Linked DNA regions of Mus musculus: region 1 is linked to region 2. Evidence: chromatin contacts called from public promoter capture Hi-C data. All regions are on one chromosome and are shown on one strand. The core of a region is the stretch at or near the end of the contact, and the rest is flanking DNA. Distances in the headings are between cores, read along the strand shown.

Evidence for each region. Promoter capture Hi-C pulls out the DNA fragments that hold promoters and counts their contacts.
Region 1: a contact with region 2 is called in a promoter capture Hi-C map of hippocampal neurons, with 2.7 times the contacts expected there. The contact joins the enhancer-like site here to the promoter of Snx30 in region 2. A contact is called at or near these places in 5 of 39 promoter capture datasets (the 3T3-L1 cell line, 3T3-L1-derived adipocytes, embryonic stem cells and 2 more) and 3 of 115 datasets of contacts at active chromatin or transcription factors (the NIH/3T3 cell line, embryonic stem cells and neural tube).

Annotation. Positions count from the first base shown.
Region 1 is chr4:59,386,353-59,390,440 of GRCm38.p6, reverse strand. All of the region lies in intron 6 of Susd1 (sushi domain containing 1), which reads left to right. Among named protein-coding and RNA genes, the nearest start is that of Susd1, 50 kb to the left of the region's middle. Within about 2 kb of position 1,505, at least 85 of the 459 cell types and tissues checked have an H3K27ac peak or open chromatin away from gene starts, as enhancers often do. A contact at or near this core is called in hippocampal neurons and neural stem cells, where this site is marked.
Region 2 is chr4:59,803,138-59,806,987 of GRCm38.p6, reverse strand. Snx30 (sorting nexin family member 30) reads right to left here and starts at 1,338. Exons shown (of 9, transcript NM_172468.2): 1 at 763-1,338. The coding sequence starts at 918.

The DNA of each region.
Region 1 (4,088 bases), core at 256-2,755, 420 kb after region 2:
TTCATCTTGGTGATTTAGAAGATGGATTGGGAAAATATAATAAGAAGGAATTTTACACATCCATCTTTTGAAACACCATAATTCATTGTGTTTGTGTGTTTTGCCTTCTCTCCTTAGCCAGCTGAGAAAATGTATTCTATGAACCATTTTCTTGCAGGAGTATACCCTTAACACATTTTGATATGACATCTTTTTCACACAAGAGATGATAAAATTCAAGGAGTTAAGTCTTATCTAATTGCATTATACCGGTTTGTTTTCATTATGCAGTCCGTTGGTGTTGTGTACATCTACACCATGGTAGAACTAGTCTCCAGAACATCTTATCTTCTAAAACTGGAACCCATCATTTCTTCCTCCCCTCAGACGTTGGCACCCTGCCATTGCGCTTTCTATCTCCCAGGAATGAGACTACTGTAGGCACTCCATGGATGTAGGATCATATGATACTTGAGATTTTTTTTCAAAGCTTGGCTTATTTCACTTAGCATAATATTTTTAAGGCTCACCAACAATACAGGATATGCCATTTTCCTCACTTTTTAGAAGTGAAAAATATTCTATTGTATGTGTGTATACATGCATACATACATATATGCAACACTATCTTTTGTGTGTGTGTGTTTCTTTTTGTTTTTGTTTTTTTTTTTTTTCAAGACAGGGTTTCTCTGTGTAGCCCTGGCTGTCCTGGAACTCACTTTGTAGACCAGGCTGGCCTCAAACTCAGAAATCCGCCTGCCTCTGCCTCCCGAGTGCTGGGATTAAAGGCGTACGCCACCACACCCGGCTGCAACACTATCTTTTGTCTGTATCCGCTTTCACAGTACTAAGACTATACAAGTAGGCCACCATGACCTATCTTTTTATGGAAGTTCTGGGTATCGAACTTGGGACCTCACACTTGCGTGACAAGCACCTATGGTCTGAGCCATCTCCCCATCCCCAAGAGAGAATTTGATGACATCCATCCTGCCCATCTTTCCGTCCCACAGATAGATATTCGGTGCGCTCTGTGTGTGAAGCACACATTTGAAATTTACAGTGTGGTAGGAGAACCAGATCTCTCCTGAGGAAGTGCACATTCATATGTCCTTGTAATGGTTTGTAAATAAATTCAAAGCATTAGAGACTGCTGAAGCCTGTGGGGAAGGAACCCTGGGAGGAGATAGACAATGCTTACATTTAGCTATCGCCATCATACCTGCAAAAGATGTAGGCTGCGGAGTCAGGAGGAAACAGAAGGCAAGAATCCAGAGATGGAGGCCACCTTGTCTCCCTGGCCAAGCAGAGAAGCAAGGACACGCCAGTACCATCTTCCACTTTCTCTGAGGCCAAGCTCACGAGACTGATGGCCTCTCTGGCAGCACCTCCAGGACTTATCTGAAGGATGTAAGACAGCTTTCTCCCAGAACCGTCCCCCCAAGAAACAGCTTGTGTGAGAGAGCTTCTTACAGCCGTGGTCCCTTTGCCATGTGTACGCTGCTCAAGGTCCTCTGCTGCCACCATTCAGAATCCAGTGGGGGCACAAGGATTAGTCACTACGTGAAAAACCAGGGGATCTGCATGGGGCACAGTAAGCTATTAATTAGCTGGTCCTTGTACAGCACTTTGAAGAACAAACATGTTATGTAACCGCTAATTATAATTACTGTCCTCAGCCCTCCACCTTTTACTAAGTCTGTGGCTCCAGCTGCAGCTGTTTCCATGGGCTTATGCAAGCTTTGATTTCGGGAGAGAAAAAAGGCATTCTCCCTGGGAGCTGGGCTCTTTCTGCGAGGAGGCTCGTGTGCCCTCCGTCAGGATTGGCAGCTAAATTCGATTTTCACAGATAAAGGGAGTGATTTGCATGCTGATGAAGTCATGCATCTCTGGAGAGGTGGGCTGGAGAAGCTTCTGGAAGTGGAGCAAGAGGTGCTGGTTGTCATGGTTCTTGCCTAGCTGCCCCTCCTTTCCCTTTCCCCGTTTTTCATCAGTCTTACGACATCCCGACTCCCACCCCCCGTGTGTCTTGTATTTATTTTACTGTGTCTCACGGTTCACTTCTTCCCCTATCATCATCTTTCCTTGTAGTCCCTCCGTCTTCCCCTCTGTCTGTATGTCTGTGTTTAATTCCAAACTGGGGAGAATGGATTATCTGTACACAGATTGCTTTGAATTATTTTAAAATACTTTTGAGGCTCTGTGCCTCTGAGTTAGTGGCTCAGATCTGTCATGTTTTTAATGGAGTGCAAACTCTAACAAGGTGGTAGGAGGTGAGGTTTTTTTTTTTTTTCCCCTCTACGGCCAGTTTGAACTAGAAACTCCAGACAGCTGGGAATTAGGTAACTACTTTCGTGTCTGGAAAAACCCGAGGTGGAAGCTTCACATTAATGACTCAGTTTTACTTCAGGATCAAAGAGGCTGATTTGTTCCTGATAAGGCTGTCCCTGCTTCCATTCTGTCCAGGTCATTTGCCTTTTATGTTCTGAGTCTGGGTTAATAATTACAAGGTTAACACTCCACACTCCATCACTCCGTGTTCTTAGGAGAGCAACAACTCCGTCGAAACACTGACTGTTCATCTCTCAGGAGCCTTTCTGCATCCCGGAATCTGCCCTGGGTACTGCTGCAAATGCTACCAAGCTCCTGTTCCCCTCGTTACCTTCTTGGTTATCAGCCCTTCTCACCAGCCTAGCAAGTGCTCACTTGCAGCTAGGAAAGAAGGGCTGGCTGGGATAAATGGGCACAGTACTACATTAGCCACACTACTGGGCTGAGTCTGAATATGTCTGTACCATTTGGACGACTGACATTATTGCTGTGTCCCTGCACACCACCTTGCACACCCAGGGTTCTCTTGGGGCCCTTATGCTTGATCTCATTCCGTCCTCAAAACCTGTAAGACGAGTATTTTCAGTTCATAGCTGAGTGATCTGAGACTCATGGAGGTTAAGCAATTTCCTTAGGGTCATTCTGTAACCAGTACTTGATGGAGTTCTGATTTGAACCCAAGCCTGGAAGCCCTGGAATCCCACACGTCCCTCTTCATGCTCGCCCAAGCTTGAACTATTTGCATACCACCCTGATGATCTTTGACATAACTAAAGAATTATTTTCATAGCTTGTGTCTTAAAATAACATATATGTGATTATATATACACATATATACATATATATTTACACATTTTATACACACAGGCATATTTAGGTAGAATTTTGCTACATTGCTCAAGCTAGTCTCAAATTCCTGTTCTTAAGAGAGCTCCCTGCCCTAACCCAAACAGTTAAATCTATAGACATATATCACCATATCTGAGAAACAATTTAAGTTTGTAGTTTTAATATACCAATCAAGGATTCCTTGTAATATGTGGTATATCATGACTCTGATGAAGTAGATGTATTTTTCCTAATGTACACAAAAATTAATACCCAGTGAACATATAAACATTTATTCATGTGCCATAAAAATCATTATAAAGTGTGTGACTTACTTTAGTAGTTAGGCATGCTGCTCTTACCCACTTTACATAGCTTTACCTTAGGACTTTACACAAAGAAAGGAGGCATTGGGCTGTTTATAGTCAAGCACAGATCTATTCAGTGATGTGTCCCCGTGTCTTGTTGCCGTAGTCATCAAAGTGTGCCCACTTTGCAGTCTGTTTGGAAATGGCGTCAAAGCTTGGCTGTATGCTCTGTCAAGATCATCGGGTCTCTTTTGGAATCAGGAAATGTTTAGACTGGAGATAATATTGAACTTACCCACCTGAATTTATTCTTTCAGTGTTTTCAAAAAAACAAAGAAGGGCCCCAAATTAAACCAGGAGAGTAAACTAGACTGGTCCCTGACCCCGTACAGTGGGTCTCTTGAGAGGGCTCTCTGGACACTCTGTGTCCTTCCCTTCCTTTGCTGTCTCAGCCTATCATGGAAGGGAGGTAGGCATCACTTCCCTTCCCCTATGAGTGACTGTCTAACTGCTAAACCTGTGTTCTGTCTTAACCCCACTCTGCTAACCCTTCTGAACTTTAGTGTTGCTGATCACCCATTCGTTCATTTAACCCATCAGTCAGATAAGAAAACACTTTATGAGTGTCTTTGTCTGAGGCAT
Region 2 (3,850 bases), core at 89-2,588:
GGGACTTTGCTGTCTCTCAAAGCAGCAGGAGAGTATAGCAAAACGACCAAGAGCCTCCCTCTGCACAAAGAAGGTCAAAGGGCGAGCTTGCTTTCCGTCAACCACAAAACCAGCCACTGCCAAACCTAATCAATGTGGTTCGCTATAAGAGGTGAATGAAGCCCTAGACAGAAAACCAGAGACTCTCCTCTAGCCGCCGCTGAGGTCGGAGTCAGGTGACTCCTGGGGCAAACAGCAAACCTAAACAAAGATCACTCCCCACATGACCGACTGGGGAGAAGATGAGCAAGGCTGCTCAGACCCACCCCGGAAAACCATTAGCCATTAACTCTTGCTTTTTTTTTTTGCAGTCCGGGGAAACTGGAGGCGCCAACAAGTTATTCCTATTCTGCAGCTCCTCTTCAAGGAATGCACCTAGAGGGGTGAGGGACCTCATTCTCGGGACACAGAGGCGAAGTACCGCAGCACACGCCCCGGGTCCCCACATGCTTGCTGCAACCCGAACCCCTCCCCACCAGCTGTCACCCGCGCTCGGGGCCACTCTCAGCCAGGGAAAACACATGCCCTCTGGCCGCTTAGCCTGCAGCTGCGACCCCGCGGGGGCAGTGAGAGGACAGGCTTTGGCCAAGGGCTGTTGGGGCCAAAGCACGCCTAACCTCCGGGAAAGGGGCGCCAGGATGAGCGCGGCCCAGTGTCAGGGGTGGTCCTGGATCCATCCTCCTCCCGCTCCGCCCCAGGAGTCCCCAGCCCCAAGCGCCCCACCTTGTCACCGAAGCTGCGGGCCATCAGTAGGTCCGGGCTGGGCGTGCTGTCGCCTCCCACGGCCTCCTCGCTGCTGGAGCCGGCTAGCGGGTGCGGCATGTCGCGCAAGGACTGGGGCCCCGTGGACGGCAGGGCCTTGGGGGGCCCGCCCGCCATGGCGCGCAGCGCTCGGGACCCGGGCCGCCGCTTACTCCCGCAGCTCTCCGCCCCACTCGGCCCGAGGCCCTGCACTAGCTGGTGGTGGCAGCCTCCGCCCGATGCTTCTCCTGCCCGCGAGGCTGAGCTTTCCCGAGCGTTACACCACAGCTCCGTGGGCTAAGCCGCGCCAAACCCCAGCACCTCCGACCCTGCGCCCTGCTAGCAGCGCCACGCCGCCCACGGCTCTCAGCCCCGCCCCCGCGGAGCCTCTGCCCGCCGGGAGGGAGGGCGGGACGCAGGGTGGGGCGGAGCTTGAAGGAGGAGGCGGCCCGCCCCGCCCACCTCCCGGCAGGAAGTGCGCCCACTGGCAGCTTCGCTGGGGGCTCAGAAAGCATCAGTGTGAGTTAGGATCTTCCAGCCACACTGCACACGCAGAAAGAAATAAAAATGTGGAGCGTGTCTTAGTATCGTAAAGGGTTACGTGGCTCAGAGGAACTAGAGAACATCCAGTAGAAAAACTAGAAGGACATTTAAAGAGGCAGTGTGGTATGTCTTCAACTCCACACTGAAGTCCCCATACCGACTGGCTTCTGCAGCTAAGCGGGGTTTATGTAAGGCGAAACCTCAGAAGCATGAGCATCCGTAAATAGCGTGTGCTACAAATGATTTACGGTCCTGACGTGCACACTTAGCCAACCAGGTCTGCAAGAACCGTGAGGTCCTAGTTGTTTTTCACGCATTGATGGTTCCTATACTGGCCTCGGGCCGAACTGAATTCTCCAGAGCTTTTATTCGCTGCCATGGTGGAGATAGACTGGGCTTTACTTCCAGCTCTTTAAAGTATATCATTGTCCCCTTTTCCACTTACCTGTCACTGGCGCTTCAGTCTCGAAGGTCAAGTTAGAGGGTCATCTGCCCATCTAGCAAACACGTAAATACTGTGTGGGGCTCACTGTGAAGAAAGACATTTTTTCCAGTCCTTGAACTTCTTAGGTTTGTCCAGTTTTCCTGTTAAAAAATGGTGACAGGTTTTAACATTGGGATTCACAAAGGTCTCTCTCTATCTGTCACACTTTCTCTAAAAACAAAACATGTAGAATGCAGAATTGAAACCAACCCAAAATAACTACCAGAGTCTCATTTAACTTCAGTGGCCCCCTTCTGACGTAGTCCAAAGAGTTGAGCCCTTAGTACAGTATCCATTGTCTTTTATCTCCTCCAGAGCAGTCTGCCTTGGTTGGGAAAATAATATTGAAAGGGCACTAAACAGCAATTTTAAATGCTGTATCTGCCTCATGGGAGTGCTAGGGTCTGATCTCCTGAGTTGGGCAAAATTGTCACTTCATTTATATCTAGGAGCTGCCTAAAACTATTGCATACCCTATTATCTTCATTAAAGTAAACAATACAAATATAACTAGAAACGACTGATCTATAGATATCTGGCAGATCTTCTTCTTGAATATTGTTATTTATTTAAACAATTAGGCCACCTCAACATAATGGTGCTCTTAAGATTTCACAGAAGTAGGGCTGAAGAGATGGCTCAGTGGTTAAGAGTATTGACTACTCTTATAGAGGTTCTGAGTTCAATTCCCAGCAACCACATGGTGGCTCACAACCATCTGTGATGGGATCTGATGCCCTCTTCTGATGTGTCTGAAGACAGCGACAGTGTACAGTGTACTCATATAAATAAAATTTTTAAAACAACACTGCTTTTATACAGAACCTAGATTTGACAATGAGGTGAAGTGAAAGAACCAACTCCTCAAACGTTGTCCCTCTAACCCCTCACATGTGCACACAATAAAATAAAACTGTCTCCCAGCCTGCCAGGTAGGGAGAGGGACGCAGAGGGCCATCCATGAGACACTGTGGGACTCCCAGGCTTGAGGCCTTTGCTCAGTGTTAGGAGCTCCTCAAATGTTAACTCCCTTCCTTTGCCCTCAGGTTTTTCTCTCCTATTCTTATGAAACGACAACCACAGAATATCCTTAATTATATGATGCATTCCAAACTCCATGTCCTTAGTTTGAGTCAGAATGAAACTGTTTCATGTCTCCCCACAGAGGATGGGGAGGAAGAGGAGGAGAGAGGAGAAAGAAAGAAAGAAAGAAAGAAAGAAAGAAAGAAAGAAAGAAAGAAAGAAAGAAAGAAAGCAAGCGACAGAGAGAGAGAAGGAATGACGGAAGGAAGGAAGGAAGGAAGGAAGGAAGGAAGGAAGGAAGGAAGGAAGGAAGGAAGGAAGGACCAGGTTCCTAAAGGGAAAGTTTCTTTATTTACTTTCCTGGTCTGTCAGAGGCATCTGACCACAATGATCCAAGAAGAGGTAGTCATCAAAACTAAAGAAAGTGAACTATGGGAAATAATCTTGGTGGAAAGTTCCAGCGTTCATTTTCAGCTGAGGCCTGCCTGTCCGTCCACCATTTCCTGATTCATTTCAGTGCTCCTTACAGTGAAGAACAGTTTCTGAAATAACCCAAGTCCCCGAGCATGTGACTCTGTGTCTAGTGCAAGGTGGTAGAAAAGAGGAAGCCCGGCAAGATTCTCAGAGCAAAAGGCTGTGATGTGGCTTAGGATGTATGGAGGGAAATTTGAATTTCTGAGGCTGAGTTCTGTGAAAGACACGGGAGTTTGTGGGATATCCCAGTGTCATGACAATCCCCAAACATCCTGGGAACTGCACAAAGTAATTCCACAAAGTAAACTTGTAGTGTTAGAATGTTGCAGATCATCTTTATCTATCTTTAGTTCCCTTAGTCATTTATTGCTAAGGGTGGGGCACATGCCTTTAGTACCAGCAGAGGCAGGTGGATCTCTGAGTTCAAGGCCAGCCTGGTCTACAAAGAGAGTTCCAGAGCAGCCAGGGCTACACAGAGAAACCCTGTTTCTCTCTTTAAAAAAACAAAAAGTCACAAATTACTAATCTCTGTGTCTGACCTAACTT